Regions from separate parts of the Hordeum vulgare genome. Here region 1 is linked to region 2. The links are chromatin contacts, called in public Hi-C maps. All regions are on one chromosome and are shown on one strand. The core of a region is the stretch at or near the end of the contact, and the rest is flanking DNA. Distances in the headings are between cores, read along the strand shown.

Region 1 (6,150 bases), core at 2,210-4,709, 740 kb after region 2:
TGTCTTCATGAATGTATAGGCTGGCAATAATTTCTAGAATGAGGAGAAACGGTAGAAATAACCTTAGTTATATACAGAATTAAGGCCGGAGGGGTATCTTTAACAAGAAAGCAAAAAAAAAAAAAAGTAATGGGCACATTAGAGCCACAAAGATGATGGAGCGTGCTAGTGGTAACAAAAAATGCCTAACATGAAGTACTCGTACACGCTCGCACTGTTGATGTAAAACCTTGTGTACTCTCATTTTACATGATTCAGCTACAAACCAAAAGAGAAAAAGGTATGCAAGCAGGTATCAAAGCGAAACAAAGAACCAACTTATTCCTTGTTTGTTTTTTGTTTAATTAGCTCAATAAGTTTAATTCACATTCGTGCGTACTACACATATCATATACTACCTCCGTCCCAAAATAAGTGTCTCAACTTTGTACTAGCTCTAATACAAAATTGTACTAACCTTGAGACACTTATTTTAGGACGGAGGGAGTATAAACCTAAGTACAATTCTAATGTGAGTTTACAGTTCCCCTATTCAGTCCTATAAATGCAATAATATACAGCTCTACTTCTTCCAGGGGAGACGTTTGCTCGGGGCTCATATGCTCAGTGTGAACAGCAAATAGGAAAAAATAGTTAAAAAAAAAACAATCTGAAATCATATGCTCCTGATTTTTAATTTATTTTGCCCAGACCTCCACACATGTCTTTTCTTCACAAAATATTGCATGTAGTTAGAAGATACATTCATGTTGATTGTAAAAAGAACTGGATTTTCCCCTTTTTTTTACTTTTCTTTCGATTTTAGTGTTCACTTAGGAGCATATGAGCCCTAGCCCGTTTTGATATTCCATACTTTTTCCCAACTATTGTAGGAAGTACTTATTTTGCATTTGTTTTTGTGTTTGCAAAAACCGATGGCATGTAAGGCACACAGATGGATAAAACTGTGACACTCCACATTTTATTTATATCACTGTACAGATATGGAAAGCAGATAGAGCTACAACATTGCAGAAGTAACTATTCTCGTCAAACTTATATTGGTCATACTATCTCCTGAGACATTGATATTACCACCAAGCACACTTACATTGTCTTTTAGATAGCTATCAAAAGAAGTCAGCTCACTGAGTAGTGTCTGCTCTGTTCCATCATTGGTATCTTTGCTCTTGAGAAAGCCAATGAATGTGGAGAATATTTTTGACCCTCTGGAAAAAAAATTGTGCAAATTGTTAGGATGGCAGTACCAACTGTGACATCCTGGCTTAAGAGGAATGGTAGACTACTCATATCAACAAGGTGCACCTTCTTTTCCAGGAGCCCATGCAGAAGGAACCTCAAACTTAAGCGTGCTCAGCTTGGAGCAATTTGAGGATGGGTGCCCGACCCGGAAGCTGATCCCGGGTGCGCACGAATGAGGACAAAGCGCGCAAGAAAGTGTTGGTGTGTGGGGCCAGTCTAGATCCCAGGCGCAATGGCCAGGAACCGATGGGTGAACCGGTGGGTTTGGTCGAGGCATTACACCAACCCAAATGCCTTATAGTAAAGGGGAAAAAATCCATAACCAAAAGTAACAAAAAAAGGGCCATAAGCTAAAGCTACAATTGTTGACAACATAGAGATATAATCATATAAGGGATGTGCATGTAACAATTCTAATTTCATGTAATACTATTGACAAAGGCACCGGAAATACCACTTACATTGAAGCCTTTTCTGGTGGAGTTGCCAAGGATGGTTGAGGATACTTTTCTTCTAACACTTGTGTTATAACATCAGAATCAGCAACCCATTTGTCCTCGAGCTTGACAATAGGCACCTTACCTTCTGGGTTAATGGTAAATAACCTAATGAAGTGCCAAAAAAAGATGATGACAATGGAACTATCAACAAAAGTAACAGCCACTAATAATATGAATTTCAAAAGGTTAGTTTTCTCATCCAGATGCTTACCAATCTGGTTTGTTAGCAAGATCAACTAGTTTTAATTCATAAGGCAGGTTTTTCTCCTCTATCGTCAACAAAACTCTCTGCGTGAAAGGACCTGCAACCAACATGTAAATTTAACACAGAATAAAAATGTTTAAACAATCGATTGTCAAAGTGATAAATATGCAATGCAGTCAAATTTATCAGTTGGGGCATTGCACTCCCAATATCACAGAAGACGGTAGTTCATGCTCTTGGATTCTAGGAATACACTGCTGCCCACATGTTGTTGTCCTTTTGTAAAATTTCAGACACCAATATAGATGGCCATCACTAACTTGCAGGATGAATACTTCTATTTAAAAAAGTGATTACTGACAAGAAAAAAACAATGTGGTATTCTTATTACTCTAATCAAGTGAAATGTGCATCTCTTACAACCCACACAATCTTCGGTTCTCGGCGCATTTACGTATTGATGTAAACAGAGTTTGATTGGTCTCTAGTCCATTATGAAGCCCGGTCATCTTAAATGACATAGACAAATTATTTGAAAAAAAATGCTAAGATTACTCTGCATAATAGACTCTTAAACTGAGGAAAAACTGAAATGGTGGACTAAATGGAATTCTTAGTCTGTCAAACTAGCAATATAGTACCAGAGTCATCATCAACATTCTCAAAAAATTCAAGACAACTCGTGAAGATGAAGAATTACCAAGAAAAGACGAGTCAATCTTCTATAGTGCATTGGGGTAACCAATTATGTTTACATATATATCTTATGGACAAGTATTTGACACCCAGAACACAGAGATGATAACTCAAAGAATCACACAAACCCGAATGCCGTTTGTCAAATCTGGTTCAGCCCCAACTATGCGCTGTAAAAACTAAAACCACTTCGCTGACTCTGATATCTCCTTTGCTCCATGTGCCACTAAGCTTCAAACCATCAAATATCTGATGCTCTTACCTGCAGTTTTCCCCACTTCTTTTGCACAGCTAAGTATACTTCTGCCCAGACCAAAGGCAGAGCAAAAATAACGGATATGCCATAAACAATCCTATACATTACTAATACGCCCAGTCCCTTGCATTTCCAATGCATATGACAGAAACAAATCGAGCAAGCGGGGGCTCAGATATATAGAGAGAGAGCTCACAATCGCCGAGGCGGTCGGGGACGGTGATGGAGGCCTTGGCGCAAACCTCCAGCGGTTCGGCCGAGGCGCGGGTAGTGAAGGCACGGCGCGCCGGCGAAGCGCGGGACGGGAGGAGGCGGCGGTCGCGGCGGAAGGTTGTGGCGAGGAGGGTCGAGGAGGAGCCGGCGGTCGTGGCGGCGGCGCAGCTGGTGGTGCGGAGCAGGACAGCCATGAGTAGGTCTTCGAGGGTGGTCTCCGGTGTCAGGCGGCGGCGAGCTGTGGGTGGAAAGGTGGAGGCGGCAGGAAGCTTATCTCGGCGAGCGTGGTACGTGCGCTTCCTTCGGATTCCGGTGCGTCTCCGTGTCCAGAGGCTTCTCGTCGCGGGTTTCCTGTGCAAGGCGTGAAGCATTTGGAGCCCATTAGGCCTTCTTGGGTCCATTTAAGCCTTTCTCAGTCACCATTTAAGCCTTCTTGCCTTCTTGGTTGTTTTTTTAATCACACGTTAAGTGTTCAAGCGTACCCCTTGTAGAAGTCACTTCGACCTTCTCTTGTGGTGATAAGTAGCTCACTCCATATGCAACTATAGTCATAACTTCGGAGTTATGTGCATTTTTTTTTGTTCATTCGGGTTTTCTCTTGTCGTGAGTTCAAATTACGAACAATTTTCACTGTTGTAGCAAATTCCCTAATTCCCTCCGGTGCTTGGTCGATTCATACGCAAGCTCGCTTCGCTCGAGCGCCAGTGGGCTGTACTATTCGGGCGGCCGCTGTGCACTCTCCTGACAATATGCGCAGTACAAGTCAGAGCTCCCCAATACTGGGAGTACTTGCGACCAACATGTGCACCGTAGCGAGCCAGTTCACTTTAGTGAATATCTATTCTTTTAATGAGAACACTTCCTGAAAAAAGTGAACACTAATTAAAACTCTAGCATTTTTTAAAAAGCCCAAAATAGTTATTTCAGAAACAGAAATATTTTTTTGAAACATAAACAATTTTATAAATTGAAATTTCGCTAAAAAATACTCTGTTTTTTAAAACAAGACAGCTCTTTAGAAAAATAAATATTTTAAAGAAATATCAAATTTCTTATTAAAAAGGAGCATTTTGTGGAAAGGAAATCCATTTTTTTCTTGAAAATTATGATCTTTTTAATAAAAAATGGAAAAAGTGAAATTATAAAATTGAAACATAACCTTCTAGAAGGTTCCTAAACATGTAAAACCCAGACAGGGACCCTCTCGAATGTTTCTCAAAGCAAGATTTTTTATAGCACCTGGCTGCTGAATTGGTCAGCCCATTTCTCGCTCACTCTGTCGTTCGCCTTTGTGAAGCACCGATTGTTTGTCATGCAATGCGTCAAATAGGTATTTGTGAATTTTCCACCCGTTTTGTGTGTATGTTGTGTGCGTTTTTTTTATTATTGGTGAGGTAAGCACACCTTGCTGCTGCCCTAGCCTATTCGGCGTTTTATCATGGGCATTTCGAATGATGTGATCTTTTCAGAGGGACAGTCATTGTTACTCCGTGTCAGAAATGATATGTGTTGCCCGTTGTTAGTAAGGGCATGTACAATGATGTTATTTTAGAAATACCATGTAGGATAAATGCTGAGGTGAAGAAGAGAGAAAATTTGTAAGAACAAACTTGCCTTCTCTTATTTAAGAGATCATCTCTTAGCACAATATGTCTTACCACGTTTTTAGGAATATCTAGTTATTGTAGAGGATCCTAAGAAATAACCCATCATAGACATGTTTTCATTGTCATTTCTAAATTACATGCAAATCTTAAGGTAAAATTGTCTTACCAACCATTATACATGTCCTAATGTGCTTCTCAGGCACGCTCGTTTGTGGCCTGGCCCATCAACTATCTTCAAGTGTTTTCCCTTGGAGTGGTTTTAGGAAGGTTCCACGAGGTTCTCATTCAGTTTTCTTAATTCTTTTGCAGATTTTTGTTTTATTTTTTCCATTGTTAGTTTCATAAAGATTGTTTGAATTTGGAGAATATCTTTTGTATTCTCATTTTTTGCATTCGTCAATCTTTTTAGTTTCGCGATGGTTTTGAATTCGTCAATATTATTTCAATTGGTGAATAATTCTTGGATCTCATGACATATTTTGAGTTTCGTGAATGGTTTTTAAATTTGCTAACATTCTTTCAAACACATGAACATGTTTTACATTACAAAATATAATTTTAAATTTCAGGAACATTTCCAAAAGCATCTATTAATTCGTAAAGTTCTTAAAATAAACAATTTTCTAATTTTTGTAGATTTTTTTCATTTATGAACCTTTTTTCAAATTCATGAACATATTTGGAATTTGTATTATTCATCAATGGTTTTGAATTTCGTGATTTTCTTAAAATTCATGAAGATTTTAAAAGTTAAACCAATCTTTTGTATTCCTGATTTTTTAATTGCAAGTAAATTGGCTGGAATAAAAAAAGGTGTGCATTTGTCTCGCCGTCTCTGCTTGTGCTCGTTGTGCTAGGCCAATGTCGCATGGGCGTGTGAGTACCGCGTGGTGTGGTGCCCGCGACGACCGCTCACTCTGCATTGATAATATGGCGGGAGGACCCTCCCCCCCCCCCCCCCCCAGCAGTTTGGGTCAATTTCTTTGTAAAATTCTATTGGTGCACGACATGTTTTTACTCCTATTGTCCGTATTTTCAGTTTTTTCAAGACAAAAATCAAGAACATTTTTCAAATTGAATAATTCCTTTTAAAAATTGTGATTTTTATAGAACCTCTCTTTTAGTTTGTGAGTAATTTTCATATTCGTGAACTTTTTATCAAATTCATGAAGATTATTTAAAATTTAGGAACACATGTAATTCATAAACATTTATTTATAATTAGTGCACATATTTTCAAGTTCATTGACATTTAAAAAATCAGACAAACAAATTATGGTTCTTTCAATTTATTGCTATTTTGAACATGAACCAGTAGCTTTTTTTAGCTAAAGAGCCAGCGTGCGGGCAAGGCGATCCAGCAAGGGAAGTGAGAGGTCCGGTCCAAGCCTAGCTTTTTTAGATAAAGTAGTAATGGGTCGCGTCCCACCA
Region 2 (5,668 bases), core at 2,357-4,856:
GACTTGGAAAGTACTCACCATGTAAAAGAACCAACATTTGGAAATGTGCTTCGCTGAGGCGCAAACTTGTCTTAATTGCCTGTTGTCCATGAGCAGAAGTAAATAATTTCTTCTTCTTTGACTAATCACGGAGAATTACTGTCTGGATCATGGTGCATGATGGCATAAATTACACGCCTTAACACGGTGATGAGCATTAACATCGTGTAACGCTGCTTATCAGTAGCGAGGGTATAGAAGCGATGCTGAACGACTGTTACAAGTGAGGGGGGGTGCTTAGAACGGAACTGCTCTGCACATAAGTATGTGGACGATGGTTGTGATCTGACCCTATGGATTTATCATCGTACTAGCAGCGATGGTTGTGATCTGACCCTATGGATTTATCATCGTACTAGCATCGTCCTACAAACATCGTGTGTGTAGTAGTTTCACCTTCCAAAAGCACTGATAAGAAAACTAGTAGTTATGACATTAAATCATGTGTCAATATTACCTTATTAGAAACTTTGAGAGTAGTAAGTTTTAAAAAAAAAGAACCTTCATGGTAAAATTCATAGAAGGAAAAAAAGTGTGGAATTTATGAACTTTTAAACAAGCGTATGGAAAATCTGCCAAGCTTCACAAAAATGAGCAACTGGGATGTCCACATGGTTCGGCGTGCACCAGGAGAAACCTAAACCTCACGCGCATGTCTTGCCAGCTGTTGCCAAGCACAACGATAACAGCACGGAGTCGACAACCAATCATCCCCAGAAAGAGCGGCAAAGATCAAATAAGGAAGCAGAACCCAGTTTCAAACACAGTAATCTGACAAGTGTACAGCGCACCAAGTACATAAAGCACATCACCACAAGCACACAGACAACGTCGGAGATAATTCAAACATATAAGCCACCCACATAGCACACTTTAGGTTGCAGTCATACAGGTTCATAAAAGAGGGCAATGATCCAGCACCAACAAGGGAGACAAGACCATCTTTATTCGTGTAGTAGCGAGATGTGGGGGCGATGACAGCAGGTCAAGACCATGCTGGATGCTTAGTCGTCGTAGTTGTGACGGCGGTGGTGGTGGTGCTTCTCGTAACGTTCCTTCTTCTCATCATCAGACTCATCGCGCTTCGCGTAACGGTTCTTCTTCTCATCATCAGAGTCGTCATCCTGTAAAGAAGCAGCAGGAAATATTTGAACATGATGAGAAAGATCTAGTTTGGCAGATACTGTAGATTACTTCTACAGGGAGAATAATACTCCCTCCGTCCGGAATTACTTGTCGCACAAATAGGTAAAATTAGATGTATCTCAATTCTTATGACAAGTATTTCCGGACGGAGGGAGTATTTGTTTGCTTCAAGAAGGGCACTAGAATGACTCTTGCCTGACCAAAAAAGGAAAAATATACAGCAAATAGGTGGTATAAGCAAAAAATGCAAACGATACAAGAGTATAGAGGAAATATAATCCTGCTGGTGTGGGTTTTCGCACACTTTATTTAGCTTAAATTGTAAACAGGTGACAGGTTATCAAGTGTACAATATAGCAGCTGTAGATGGGTCGTAAGACTGCATTACAATATAGCAGCTGTAGATGGGTCGTAAGACTGCATTACAATATAGCAGCTGTAGATGGGTCGTAAGACTGCATTCTTAAAGTTGGGTGTTCAATCTAGACAAACAACCATTAATGTGATTTTCAATTATTTGTTTAGCTACACTGTTCTGACAAACAAATTCTTCTATGAAAACTATGGCATATACCAGGCTAAACTACAACCTAAGAGTATTTAAGCAAATGATGAATTTGCACAGCAAAGAAGTGCCACATAGAGTCAATCAGCAGTTCAGCACTGTCAAGTGATCAAAAGAAACACCATATATTTAGTCGCTCAGTGTTGCTCAAACTTAAAAACTACATACAATTGATTAGTACCATCAAACTCATTTTTTAGTAGAAACACCATATATTTTGTAGGGAAAGGCTGCGTACTATAGACCTAAAGTGGTCGGACCCTGCGCAAGCGGGAGCTACATGCACCGGGCTGCCCTTTTTAAAGGTAAACAGTCCTATTGAGTAATGGGAAACAGAAAAAGGTTTCACAGTGAACTAAGCGATTCAATGGAGGCTGGAAAAAACTGTTTATGATAACATGACGATCTGAAATAGTATCGAGATAAACACTTCCACATTTCTGCGTTTAAATCTACTATACCACCAACTCAATTTTGACGACGCACAAAGCACGAGTTCTAAATTGTGCATTGGCATGCTAACTCTATGAACTGTTATCAGCTATAACATATAGTTGAATGGCAAAAAATGGTTGTATCCATTCCATCACCACCCTCGTACCGCAAGACATAATGCAACCACACTCACAAATGATAAGCGTGTAAACTTTCCTTGACCATTCACTAAACTAAACAAGTTAACTGTAACGAAATCATATACATATGCTCAAAACAGTAAAGGGAAACGGGCAGGAGCTCACCTGCTTCTTGCGGCCATAGTTCCCCCCGCCGTACCCACCACCGTATGAACCCTGGGTCTCCTCTCCATAGGGCTTGGGCTTCTGGTACCCACCAGAGCCATAGGCGCCTCCATCCTCCTCCTGCACCTTCCTCCCAGATCCATACCCAGAACCACCATAGCCCTCCTCCTCGGTCTTCCTCCCGCCGTACCCAGCGCTACCGTACTCCTCTCCCCCCTGAGGCCTGCTTCCGTAGCCCGATCCATAGCTCTCCTCCACCTGCGGCTTCCTTCCGTAGCCAGCGCCATACCCCGACCCGCCGTAGGTCTGCTCCACCTGCGGCTTGGACCCGTAGCCGGAGCCGTAGCCCTCCTCCTGCTGCGTCGTGTTCCCGTACCCAGATCCGTAGCTCTCCTCGGCCTGCGGCTTCCTCCCGTACCCGGACCCGTAGGCGGCCTCCTCCTGCTGCGGCTTCCGGCCGTAGCCGGATCCGTAGGTGTCCTCCTCGGAGCGCTGGGGCTTGGACCCGTAGCCGGAGCCGTAGGACGGCTGCTCCTCCTGCTGGGGGCGGAAGCCGTAGGCGGGCTGCGGCTTGGATCCGTAGCCGGAGTCGTCGACCTCCCCACCGCCGCCGTAGGACGGGCGCTGCTGCTCCTCCTCCCCCTGGGGGCGGAAGCCGTACGCGGGCTGGGGCTTGGGCTTGGATCCGTAGCCGGAGTCGCCGTAGGAGGGCTGCTGCTGCTGCTGCTGCTGCTCGTTCTGGGGGCGGAAGCCGTAGGCGGGCTGCGGCTTCTGGTGGTGGGCGTAGGGGGAGGGCTCCTCGGCGGCGTAGTGGGGCGCGTCGTAGGAGGTGGAGGGGGCGGAGCAGGGGTAGCAGGTCTCGTCGGAGGGCGGGAGCGGGCGGCCGAAGGTGACGAAGAGGTCGTAGCCGCCGCCGTAGGGCGTGGAGTCGAACTCGTCGAAGTCGTCCGGCTCGTCGCGGGACCTCAGGTTGTAGGCGGTCGCCATGGCTGCTGCGTTGGTGGTGGGATCGGCGGGGAGATCGGGAGAGGGGCGCGAGACGGCAGGCAGGAGTGGTGTCTGGTGTGTGGAGTCCAGAGGGCGCGCGTGGTTATGCTGCGGTGCGATCGATTATTAGCGCGTAGGCGACGTGTGGGGGTGGACGCGAGATCTGTGGGAGTCGCGGGGTGCACGTGGTGAGTGGCTGGGCGGTGGGGCTGAGTGACCGGGACGACGGGTGAGGTGTTCTCGGGAGGACGGCCGCGGCCGACAGGGCACGCTGGACGCGCGGCACCGGGGGAGTGGATGGGTGGTTTCCCGTCGCGACCGGATCTGGCCGGTCGCGACGGGTGAAAACGGCACGTTCGGCTGCCCTGGCCTGGGTGACCGCGTCACCCAAAATCATGTGACCGCGCACCGGGTAATAAGGATAAGGTGACTGTCGTGTGTGTTTACCGTCACACACGACTCGCCGAAATGGTACGTGAGCATTTACAGGACCAATGTACCAACGTGCACACTCTTGGAGTTGATCAGAGTCGAACAGACGATCGCATGCTCCATGCTAAACGATCAGCTGTCTGTCATTCATCGCCAAGAGATTGTAGTGCTGATGGTCTACTCCCCACCTTCTCCGCAAAACGTAATCTTCTTATCTATCTATGCATGATGTTTACTATTTTTCCCTTTAGGACCGACTTAGCCAGCCAAAGTTCATTGGGCCACGCCAATTGTAAACGATTTGCATGGCAAAGGGGAAGCCAACTAAAATTGTTATCCTTGCAACAATATAAATTGTCATAGGAAAAACGTTCATTTCGCCATGCCACCGCAGTGAACATCAGGGCAATAACTTACCGTTTCCTTTATATGTCGTGCTATTACCTAGGTGGGCTTAAACATTTCTAACTACAATGCAGCTAGAAAACTAATACTGTCTCCCTTCCTAAATATAGGTCTTTTAAGATATTTCACTAGAAGTCTACATACAAAGCAAAATGAGTGAATCTATAATCTAAAGTATGTCTATATGCATCCGTATATAGTCCATTAATGAAACCTCTTTAAAGACTTATATTTAGAAACAGAGGGAGTAGAAGTGTATTTTTATCAAAAAGAACAATCTGCTATGTCGAATGGGACATTTTCTTTCTCACGGTTTCCACCATAAATCATGATAATGGCATGACCTGACAACGACTCCAGGATCAACTCAACTACCTGAGCACGAGTATTATAGACAAGGTAAATATGGGCATATATGGAAGACATGGAATTGTGGGAACTTGTTCCACTCTTCCTTGACACCTAACTTCAGGGGTAAATGCATACAGTTCATTTTGCACCAAATTGTCAATTAGCACCCTACTCTATGGGACATTTTTGTACACTTGTTACAGCAAAAAGAAAAAAAGAAGAAAAAAAGCGTCAACACTGCTGCTGTAAAGAATAGTGGTTTTAGCACAAACAGCAGATTTCTCTTTGGAAATCTAACTGCCAATTCGGACAAATTTGCCATAGTGTGATATACACAAGGCCCTGGCGACGGTGCCTCTTGATGCTCAAGGTGAACGTATCAATAGCATCTTTCTGTTGAATAAACATGAATCATCCAACTTTGGCTGGAAACTAAAGACATAACTAAACAAGGGAGGATCCCATTCTACCTGACACGCCGACTCTGAAGTCTCACTCCGTTATGACATTGCCCAACATCACATTGTGCAGTAACTGTCCAGGAACTTTCTTTCTTCTTTTTCCTTTGCTTGATGGATGTGTTTATTTTTTGGATTGTCTTCCACCCGATAGATGGACTGAAGCAGTAATGCTCGACAGATTTCTGCCAGCTTCACTGGAAAATTTACAGCTGTCTTTGAAGGGTAAAACGACCAAAATCACACCTTTTCCACCATTGGCAAGCATTTGTTGGAGCTATACAAAGAATGGTATAGTTACAGATGGACAGCTGGCGGACGGCAGGAAAAACCAATGCATCCTTTTTGGTTTCTGTTATCAGCTGATGTTGATCTCTGGTTTTTCTTAGTCATCTGTTTCCTGTATTCGCTGTCTTCGTGGTTGGTTGGCAGACAATTTTTTCAATACTCGTTTTAAGGCAGCCATGATCTCTGAAAATGATGGACGCGTCTTTGGGTCTCTACAATCAGACAAAATACAAAACAGAATTCAGACCCTAAGCATA

What was found. A called contact is a pair of places that touch in the nucleus more often than the background predicts.
Region 1: a contact with region 2 is called in a Hi-C map of leaf, with 2.7 times the contacts expected there. The contact joins the promoter of LOC123408438 here to the promoter of LOC123406928 in region 2. A contact is called at or near these places in 3 of 6 Hi-C or Micro-C datasets (leaf, seedling and an unstated tissue) and 1 of 1 datasets of contacts at active chromatin or transcription factors (embryo).

The regions. Positions count from the first base shown.
Region 1 is chr7H:95,942,183-95,948,332 of MorexV3_pseudomolecules_assembly, forward strand. LOC123408438 (probable glutathione S-transferase DHAR2, chloroplastic) reads right to left here and starts at 3,460. Exons shown (of 8, transcript XR_006612750.1): 1 at 3,096-3,460; 2 at 1,954-2,044; 3 at 1,704-1,847; 4 at 1,091-1,208.
Region 2 is chr7H:95,205,122-95,210,789 of MorexV3_pseudomolecules_assembly, forward strand. It overlaps LOC123406928, which reads right to left and starts at 3,607. Exons shown (of 2, transcript XM_045099943.1): 1 at 2,491-3,607; 2 at 777-1,163. The coding sequence starts at 3,477. The coding sequence ends at 1,044. LOC123406926 (probable serine/threonine-protein kinase SIS8) reads right to left here. Exons shown (of 13, transcript XM_045099942.1): 13 at 4,782-5,623. The coding sequence ends at 5,509. It overlaps LOC123406929 (protein FATTY ACID EXPORT 5-like), which reads left to right. Exons shown (of 3, transcript XM_045099944.1): 3 at 1-75.